Linked DNA regions of Rattus norvegicus: region 2 is linked to region 1. A link is a contact called in public Hi-C data. All regions are on one chromosome and are shown on one strand. The core of a region is the stretch at or near the end of the contact, and the rest is flanking DNA. Distances in the headings are between cores, read along the strand shown. Region 1 overlaps Mrtfa (myocardin related transcription factor A). Region 2 holds the start of Mrtfa (myocardin related transcription factor A).

Evidence for each region. A called contact is a pair of places that touch in the nucleus more often than the background predicts.
Region 2: a contact with region 1 is called in a Hi-C map of the A7r5 cell line, with 2.3 times the contacts expected there. The contact joins the promoter of Mrtfa here to the enhancer-like site in region 1. A contact is called at or near these places in 2 of 12 Hi-C or Micro-C datasets (the A7r5 cell line and mammary epithelial cells).

What each region holds. Positions count from the first base shown.
Region 1 is chr7:114,558,749-114,563,850 of GRCr8, reverse strand. All of the region lies in intron 1 of Mrtfa (myocardin related transcription factor A), which reads left to right. Among named protein-coding and RNA genes, the nearest start is that of Mrtfa, 33 kb to the left of the region's middle. Within about 2 kb of position 2,105, at least 7 of the 93 cell types and tissues checked have an H3K27ac peak or open chromatin away from gene starts, as enhancers often do. A contact at or near this core is called in the A7r5 cell line, where this site is marked.
Region 2 is chr7:114,591,421-114,596,572 of GRCr8, reverse strand. Mrtfa (myocardin related transcription factor A) reads left to right here and starts at 1,979. Exons shown (of 14, transcript NM_001401049.1): 1 at 1,979-2,202.

The DNA of each region.
Region 1 (5,102 bases), core at 856-3,355:
TCTTCCTCTTCTTCTTCCTCCTCCTCTTCCTCCTCTTCCTCTTCCTCTTCCTCCTCTTCCTCTTCCTCCTCTTCTTCCTCTTCCTCCTCTTCTTCCTCTTCCTCCTCTTCTTCCTCCTCTTCTTTCTCCTCTTCCTCTTCCTCCTCCTCCTCTTCCTCTTCCTCCTCTTCTTCCTCTTCCTCCTCTTCTTCCTCCTCTTCTTCCTCCTCCTCCTCTTCCTCTTCCTCCTCTTCTTCCTCTTCCTCCTCTTCTTCCTCCTCTTCTTCCTCCTCTTCCTCTTCCTCTTCCTCCTCTTCCTCTTCCTCCTCTTCTTCCTCTTCCTCCTCTTCTTCCTCCTCTTCTTCCTCCTCTTCCTCTTCCTCTTCCTCCTCTTCCTCCTCCTCCTCCTCCTCCTTCTCCTCCTCCTCCTCCTCCTCCTCCTTGTCGTCGTCGTCTTCTTCTTCTTCTTCTTCTTCTTCTTCTTCTTCTTCTTCTTCTTCTTCTTCTTCTTCTTCTTCTTCTTCTTTCTTCTTCTTCTTCTTCTTCTTTCTTCTTTCTTCTTTCTTCTTTCTTCTTTCTTCTTTCTTCTTTCTTCTTTCTTCTTCTTTGCAATCCAGGTCCTTTATTTCCTTTTTGTACATTAGACCATGAGTCCGTATGGACTGGGCTCCAGCAGCTCAGGCTCCTTTCCGTTAATCCTCACAAAATGGGCTTCTCTGGATGGCACAGGCTGGCGCTTCAGCTGAACCCAGGTGCCCTTCTCTTTGCCTTCCTTTTTCTTCTGATCGTTCTCCTTCACCCGCTTCCGCACATTGATCCTCTTGGCCAGAATCTTGCCCTTGCTGATTCACCATGATGCCCACGGCATGCTGGGTGACGTTGTAGACTCTTCCGGTTTTGCCGTGCTAACACTTATGGGACATTCCTTCTTGAACAGTGCCCATTCCCTTGATGTCTAACAATATCACCTTTCTTGTAGATTCGCATGCGTGTGGCCAAAGGAACAACTCCATGTTTCCTAAAAGGCCTAGAGAACATAGATCTCTTTCCTTTTGTGTTCGTCATTTTAGTTAGTTTACTGGAAGATGGCTGCCTTGGGCGAAAGACTAGACCCTGCTTTCTAAAGATCCCTGCTTTCTAAAGATCCCGGATTTTGGGAATAGTGTACCAGCTGGGGATCCAGTCTTCTAACAATTCAGTCTCTGGGCTGGGCAGGGTGGTGCTTGCCTTTCATTCCAGCTCTCAGGACGCAGAGACCATCTGATCTTTCCAAGCCAGTTGGGGTACATAGAAGGTCTACCTCCAAAACAAAAGAGCCTCAAGGCCAGCTTTGGCTGACCCTCCCTCCAAAACAAAGCAAAACCACCAAAACCCTTGGAGCAACTCTGCTCAGCACGCCGGTTCCTTGAGTGGAGAGGAAAGGGTTGGATACAGGTCCAGAGGCTTTAGTTATAGAAGTGTGACCAGTCCTCACTTGGTCGCCATGTTCCTAAAGCTGGTGAAAATAAGAGAAGACCTTTGCTTATATTACTGCTCTTATAAAAATAGAGCTCACTTCATGTGAGGTAGATGGGGTTCTGAAGAGGCTTAGTCAGTGGGTGACTAAAACAACCTTTACACAAGATGGTCTCATGGTCAAAACAGCTCCAAAATACATTCCTTGACAACTCTCAACTACAGTCCAGGATCTCATCTGGAGACTGCCGTGAGAGATCTACCGTCAGTTTGTACCTTGTTTCTATTCAGATGTTTTGTCAAAGGACATAGACCACTGTTTAGGACAGACCTTTTCCGTCAGAGTTTCCAGTGAAATCCTGTTACTCTTAGTCATTCTCCTCTGAGTCCTTTTCCTGTGAATAAAAGATCGCGCTCATACCTTTCCACAAGATCTGGAGAGTATTTTAAGCTTGGCATGTTGAGACCTGGCAGGCTTGATTAATATGTGGATAGACCAGCACATTAGAACATTTTTAAAGTTCCAGGCCACAAACCGTGTTTTAAATGAACATCGGCATGTATAAAATTAATAATAAGCGGTGAGCAGCCCAGACATTCAGATGCCTTTTGCGCTGGGCGACTGACTGTCCTGGGGCTCTTTGTTGGCCCTGCATTTGCTTTAAGCAGTGCCAAAAGCAGGGCAGCAGGGGGTTTGCTCCTCTGCAGTCTGCTGCCCTCTGCCTTCAGCAGGCAAAAGGCTACTCTCTAAGCTCTCAAACTTGGCTGTTTGGAAAATTTCTGGAAATAAACTGGATTGGCTACTGTATTTCTAAATGTGACTCCCACAGTTCCTGACAAAAGCCACCTTATATACTATGGAAACCCCACATGCAAAGCTGGGAAAGGACCCTGCCTCGACAGGTAACCCATACTTAATATACTACCGGTTCTGGCTCAGCTCAGGTGAGTTTTGTGGTCTAACAAAAAGTAACCAGTGGTGGTCTGTACGTGTCACCTGGGAGGTACAGGGAGGAGCCCGTTGAGTCTCAAGGCCAGATTGAACTACATAGCAAGATTGAGGTCAGCCTGGCCTACATAAGACCCTTTCCAACAAACCAATAATATAAAACGAAAGAAAACAGAAAAACTACTCAATGTTTTAGTGATCTGCCGTAACCTTTTGCCTGACTGTTGGCTTAATAATCATGTAGCAGTCATATCCATAAAATATAGATGTGGATTATATTTTGACTTAGAATTGTTTAAGTGTACCAAGAAAACAAATTCTAGTGTAAATCATTTTTAAATTTGGGCCAGCTGGGCCTTCAGTCATCAAGTGGTGAACACCAAGTATGTGCCAGACCCTGCTGAGCATGGAGGCAGCAGAGGTGTTTAAGGATGATTTCTGACAGAGCGTGGTCAGAGCTGTGGGATTGTGGGGGTGGGGCACAAATTAACTCTGGGGATTTGGAAGGTTTTATGAAAGTTGTTTCAGTTGAATCTGAGGTAATACAAATCGTTAGTTGGATGTAGTGGTGCATACCTTTAATTCCTGCACTCTGAAGGGATAGGCAGAATGATCTCTGTAAGTCTGAGGCCAATCTGGTCTACCCATCACGTTCCAGGACAGCCTGGCCTTGAGTTTTTAACCAAATATTGGTACAAAGAGGCTTTACCTTCTGACAGGACCATTTCATGTTATTTAGTCTGATGTGGCTGATGGGTTGATCAGCTCCTAGAGGGCAGGCAATGCATTCTCTCCCCGCTCTGTGTGCTGCTCCACAAGTTACAGCAACTCCAGAAAAACACGGTGGGTGGATGAGTAGAGCCTTTCTAGATGCCAGCCATTGAAGTATCCCAGATGTAGTGGGGTGGGGGGATGCCCACGGGTCCTTAGAGGCAAGTTCAACTAACTCCCTTCCAAGAGTAATTTTCAGTGGTATGGGACCGAGTTACCGCACAGGGCCCCTACAGTGCTTAAATAAGTAGGTGCGGAATTGTTCCCTGCCATTGACTCCACCTGAATGCAACGGCAGACAGCCCAGCCACTGTTGTGGTTTAGAGAGAACAGGAGGGTTTAGGCAGCTGATGAAAGCAGCGTCCTTTGAGAATCAGAAGCACCGCTTACACCGTGTGGACTGTCATCTTCCTGTTTGTGTTTTAGAGATTGCAGGGTCGAGTTTCCGTGGGACTGTTGAGCAGGGCGGGCCCCGTGTTGATTGCTCTTCCGTGCCTTCCGAGCTGGTGTGTGCGTTGGTGTTCAGTAGAATTAGGTGGGACAGGTAGATTTGCAGTTATGTAGGGAGACACTGTTTTGCAGTTCTATTGAGACCCAATGATGATCATGGTTTGTGCAGTATCGTGTGCTGCATCTGGTGACTCAGCACCAGATAGGTCGATGTGGTGACACACACCTTTAATCTCAGCATTTGGGAGCCTGAGGCCAACCCGGTTTACATAGTAAGTCCCAGTAGGGCTACATAGAGAGACCCTGACTCAGAACAAAAAAGGATTGAGTTATAAGAAACAGTATGAACGATTTAGAAGTTTAGTGGCCACAGAGCAGACTGAAGGCAGAAGTTCTCGTATTGGACTCATTCTATAAACCAACTGAGGTAGGAGTAGCAAAGAGTAGTCATGTTAAAAAGTGAACGGTAGACTAAACTGAATAGGGAGAGGGCTTGTAATGACAGCTATAGCCACTGGGTTGTAATGGCAGCTATAGCCACTGGGTTGTAATGGCAGCTGTAGCCGCTGATATGGTGACAGGCTCTGTCTGTGTATCTGTAACCACCAGCGTGTGACCTGACACAGCGTGCTCATGTTCCAGCGTAGTCCTGAGGTGTTAACAGTATATACCACATATGACTTTGACTCATATATTGTCTTATGTCAGATGCCCTCAAAGAGTTACACAGACAGAGGCTTCATGCGGGTCCCCAAACCTTTTTCTGTGTGGACAGTTACCATTAGAGGTCCATTGCTGTTCATGTAGGTGTGGGTTTTTGCCATCTTAAGTGTGGTAAAACCCGATTGCCCATCAGTGTGGGGGACTTTGTAATCAGTGAGCTTGATGTCCAAAACATCAGTACTGCTCATCAGAATCCCCCAGGGGAACCCGGGAGCTGCACGTGGAGTTCTATGGGTCAGTGTCTTTGTGCATGTGTAATTGGAATAGCATAGGCTTTTGTTGTTGTTGTTTTGTTTGTTTCTACATAGCTCTGGCTGGCCTGAACATACATAGACTACACTGATCTTGAACTCACAGAGATCCACCTGCCTCTGCCTCCTAAGTTCCGTGATTAAAGATATGTGCCACCATTACTAGTATTGCATAAGTTTTAAAAAGATTATTTTTGAGTATGTGTATGGTGTGTGTGTGTGTGTGTATGTGTTTGTTTCTGTCTGTCTGCCCATGTCCATGACACTACTGTGTGCTTACGCAGTCAGAGGGCAATCCCGCGTGTTGGTCCTTGATTTCAGAGTCAGAGTCTCTCACTGTTTGCTGCTGTGCTGTGTAGCCTAAAGTACCTGGTCCTTGAGAGGTTGTTGGGTGGAAGGGTGGATTCTCCTGTGTGTGCCTCTGTCTCACTGGAGTCCAGGGCTTACAGGCGTTCACCACTACATCTAGATTTTTTTCAACATAGATTCTGAGGTCATCAAGCTATGTGACAGTGTTCTTACTT
Region 2 (5,152 bases), core at 730-3,229, 33 kb before region 1:
GCCTTGCGCTTCCTAGGCCAGCGCTCTAACCACTGAGATAAATCCCCAATCCCGGAATTTTTTTTTTTTTTTTTAATCTTGGGAGGGAAGGTGTGATTAAGGGGCCACAGGATCTGGCCTACCTCCAAGGTTGTCTGATGAGACACGTGGTACGGAACTTGAAGCTGACTTACAGATGAATAATTGGGAATTACTCAGGGCCGGGTTGGCTTACTGCAGTGGATAGAAAGAGTTGCACCTCCTTCTTGCTGCCCAACAGAGTCACACATCAGTGAGCAGTCTGGGAGACTTCCCGGGGGGGGGGGGGGGGGGGGGAGAACGGAAGCCAACAGAATAATTCTGTCTGAGATGTAGCATGAGTTACCTCCTTTCAGTCACTGTGCCTTCCCAAGACCGTAAGGATGCCCCTGTGGGTTTTTTCTTCTACAGTGTTACCTCCTCCTCCCACCCTGGCGACTCTGTTCTCCAGAACCTTCAGTGAGAGTACCGCCCTTCCTTTCCCCTGTGTCCAGCAGCACTGTCCTCTAAACATACAGCTATCTTGCAAGAGACCCTCAACATTGGATTTGTTGACTGTGGGTGTTCCTGCATTGAAGGAGGGATTTGGGGAGGGTCATTGAACCTTCAATTACTTCCTCCAGCTTATCCCTCCTGTTTCCCCATCCCTCCTGATTGCCCTCTTGTGACCTGGCTAGAGTGTGTAGTCTATGGAAGTTTAACTGAACTGTGTGCGCAGCTTATGAGGACAGCATCATCCATGCTGGGGTGCAACTTTTTGGTGATCCTGCTGCTTTAAGGGCCAGCCATGCTTTCTTCATAAGCCCAATAAACTCATTGGTTTTCCAGGTTGGACTTTGGGGCAATCGTACTTCGGTTTATCCTCCCTAAAAGGAGGAGCTAGACCCTTGTTTATATCTCACCAGGGAAAGTGTTTCGCAAATGCCACGGCACCAAGTCCGAATTATTTCTCCTTTTCAGCGCTCTCTCCTTTTGTTGGGGTAAGGGGTGGTGTTCCAGAACGGGGTGGGCCTTGCTTAACTGTCTCACCTCTTTAGTAGGCAGTCTCTTCAAATGTTTGAGTTATGGTCTCTCTCTCTCTCTCTCTCTCTCTCTCTCTCTCTCTCTCTCTCTCTCTCTCACACACACACACACACACACACACACACACACACACACACACACACACACACACACACACACACACTTTTTGGCTACACACCAGCAGTTCAGAATTTTAAAGTTGGAAGAGCCGCCCAGATTCGTTTAGTGCAGTGGGGCCCCATATAAAATCTTCTGGGTTCATTCAGCCCTTTTCCTCCAGTTGCAAGTACGTTCGCTGTTGATATATAATCTCAACATTCTAGGAAGGTAGGTGTCGGTCCTTTTATCAGAGGAGAACTGACTCAGAGAAAGAAAGCGCTTGTCCACGAAAGGGCAGGGACATGATAGAATTCAGGGCTCCAGGCCAGAGCGGAATTTGTCTCCTTTCGGGAAATGTGAATGTGAAATAATCGACGAGGGAGTCTCCGCGGAGCAAAAACAGGCGGAAGGGCCGAGATGAAGGCTGCAGGATTTTTGCAGTAAACCTCCAGGCTGGGCACCGAACCCTGGGTAGCTCCGCGGTCACCCTTCCTTTGACTGGGTGATCTGCTGGGTTACGGTCACTTTAAGACCCAGACTCCGCCCCCTGCTCATCGCCGACCTCCCACCTCCTGGCAGCAGCTCCGCCAGTTCCAGACTTTCCTCAGCGATGAAGTCATCTTTCAGTTACCGATTGGTTGCGCTATGCTGTCAGTCACAGGAAGTCGCGCGGCCGTACTAGCCTTCCTCGTTCCTCTTCCTCCGTCGAACGCCCCCTAAGTCGGGCCAGCCCTGACCGCGCTAGGTTTCTGATTGGTCGACACGGCTGTCCCTCCCAGGTGGGGGTGGGGCGGAGGCGGGACCCAGTGTGGTGGGAGGGCCCGTAGCTTCCGTGGCTGAGTGGAGCCGGCAGCGGTCGTGTCTGCGGTGTCCCCGGAGGCGAGAACGACCGTCCCACCCTCCCCACCCCCTCGTTCTCGCTAGCCACGCTCCCTCGGCTCGTGCGGACCTCTCCCCATCTTGGTGCAGCCTGACTGGTCCTTGAGGCTCGGGAGGATACGTGAGCGGCTGGCACCGGAGTGGGGCGAGCCGCGGAGCCCGGGCCAGGAGGCGAACGAGGCGGTGAGTGAGAGTTCGGGCAGGGTCCCCATCCCCCACCGGCCCCGCCCCGCTCGAGCATCCTTTCTCCCTGCGACCCTTCCGTGTGCGCCCTGGACTGGCCGGGCGCTGCGGGCTCGGAGCCCGGGACTGCCTCCTGCAGTCCTCCACTCCAGTCCCGCCCTTTCCCTAGGGGCTGGGGTCGCAAAGCCCTGGTCACTCGGCCAGGCAGTCGGGTGCGACGGTGCACCTGTGCACCGCCTTGCGTGGCTGTGCTTGCTAGGGAGCAGCTAGGTTCCCGCCCTGGGTGCTCCCCGAGTGTGTGCAATCTGTTTGGGACCGGTCGGGCGCTTTCTCCCGGCCCTTGTGCAAACCTGGAGGATCCAGGTGCAATCCTCAGGCTTCTCACGGCAAGGATGGTCACCTGGACCTGACGACCGTAGAGCAGCATGGGTGTCTTTAGGTCAGCAGGGCTCCGCAGATATGAAACTTGACCGCCAAAGAAGTGTCCGTCTCGTGTGTGTGTGTGTGTGTGTGTGTGTGTGTGTGAGACTGTGACTGTTTTGACTCTCTGTACCTTTGATGACTTCCGCCCTCCTTGTTCCATAAGAAAATACTAATAATACTATAGAGTGGTTAGTTCTGGAGCTTTTCTTGTTAGATTATCAAACCTATGTTTAGATTGCTTATCTAGAAAATGGAACTAGCAATACCTATTACATTGGAATGTAGGTAGTAAATGAAAGAATTCGCATAAAATGCTTGACACGGTGTTCAGCACATACAAGGAAGGGTTCCAAGAAGAGACGAGTATTCTGATGTTGAGAACTGCTGGATAGGTGTGTAAGTACAGCGGAACTTGTCTTTGTCAGGATTTCTCTTTGTTAAATGGCATAACCTAAGGGCATATTGGTGGTCAGTTTACTGTTTGCCAGCATACTTGGCATAAAGTGTGTGAAGACTAACCATGAACCTCATAACTTAAATATGATGAGATTACACCAGTGCTTCATGGATGTGCATAGTTTTAAAATCCAAAAAGTGTCCGGAATGCCCCCAAATTTTAAGTTTTTGAAGTCTGAAGCTAAAGCCTGCAGCCCCATCTTTTTGTTCAAGAAGTGAAACTTAAGGGCTTACTGTAGAAGCCCCGTTCAACAAAAAAAGGTTCACTTATGAAGTTTTATTGTTGAAAATGAACCGCCTTCCAGGCGTGAAATGGTACAGCCAACTGGCCCACAGCCCCATCACGGTAGGGAGGGGAACCCTTGGCTGAAAGTTAAACCGAGCTTCATATACTGGTGTTTGTCTCTTTCATAGCAAATCAAAAGGCTTTTGATAGTTAACTGTTCTTTTTCTTAAAGTGGGGTCTTACTGTGCAGCTGTGACTGACCCAGAACTTACTAAGTAGACCAGGCTAGCCTTGAATCCACAGACTTCTGCCTGCCTCTGCTTTCGGAGTGCTGGGATTAAAGGCCTACACCTTAGAAAGAAGCAGACTGTTACTGCTTTTTTTCAGAGATACCCAAAGAAAAATGTCTGTTGTCCAGGGCTAGCATTTCCTTCAATTCTTTGTCAGTAGTTTTGAGAAGTGTCCTGTTTAACAAGGGTTTCTAGAGTCACTAGGGCCCTAAGGTTTTTTTGTTTTTTTTTTGTTTTTTGTTTTTTGTTTTTTTAATATTAAATCGAGAGAGAGAGAGAGAGAGAGAGAGAGGAGAGAAGTGTAATGTGTCTCCCATCATCTAAAAGTGTTTATTGCAGATTTTCCATGTCCTTAATACTCTGCCAAATGCTGCGAGGGAGAGACTCAGAAAAGTATAAAACAGAATCTTAGCCCATAAAGGGCAAAACCATAAAGTTTGGGTCACCCAGTAGTAATTATGGATTCTTCTGAAGTAATAACTTCATTTACTCATTCAGCAGACTTTTTGTTCCAGGCATGTAATGTGCCAGGTGTTTTTCTGAGCTGAGATCAAGGTAAGTCAGATATGGTCATTGGTCTGGAGGGGCAGAAAGTGTGACAGGTGGTTATAAGAAGATGAAATAAAGTCTAGGTGCAAACCCAGAATTGTAGGAGAATGTCAAGACAGCTTTTTCTTTTTATTAATGAATTGATGGGAAAGTTTAAAGAGAAGGTGATATTTGAGATGCATCTTAATTCCTCTGAACAAGATAAAGACCACCGGGCTGGAGAGATGGCTCAGTGGTTAAGGGCACCGACTGCTCTTCCCGAGGTCCTGAGTTCAAATCCCAGCAACCACATGGTGGCTCACAACCATCTGTAATGAGATCTGATGCCCTCTTCTGGTGTGTCTGAAGACAGCTACAGTGTACTCATATATATAATAAATAAATAAAATATTTAAAAAAAAAAAGATAAAGACCACCCCAGATAGAAGAAACTGAGCTTGGCTTCCTGACATTTTCCAAAGGCATTTATGAGCACTTGGGCCAGACAAAAGGAAGGAAACCTAATAGTCTGTAACAGTGGTTCTCAACCTTTAGCAAACCTCCTCCAAAAATATTTAATTACAATTCATAACAGTAGCAAAATCACAGTAATGAAGTAGCAACAAAAATCATTCTATGGTTGGGAGTCACCACAACATGAAGAATTAAAGGGCCGAACTATTAGGAAGGTTAAGAACCACTGTTTATAGCATTCTTTAATGCCCACTACATAAAAGACTCTTTCGCCCCCTCTCGGGGCTGGTGTTTGAACATATGGCCTCATGCTTGCTAGAACACTCTACCAACCCTTCAGTTTTTGAGACAGATGTCCTTCTTGTAACCTAGACTGACTTGGAACCTACTGTGGTGTGGACCCTAGCACTCAGGGCACTCTCCCCCTGCTCCAGACCCTAAGTGCTGCAGCTACGTATGAGCCGCCATATCCAGCTTCACCTTCTCTCCCTTCCACTCCCGTCTTGAGGAAGGCTCTTGATGTATTGCTCAGGATGGGTCTTGCCGTCTTTCT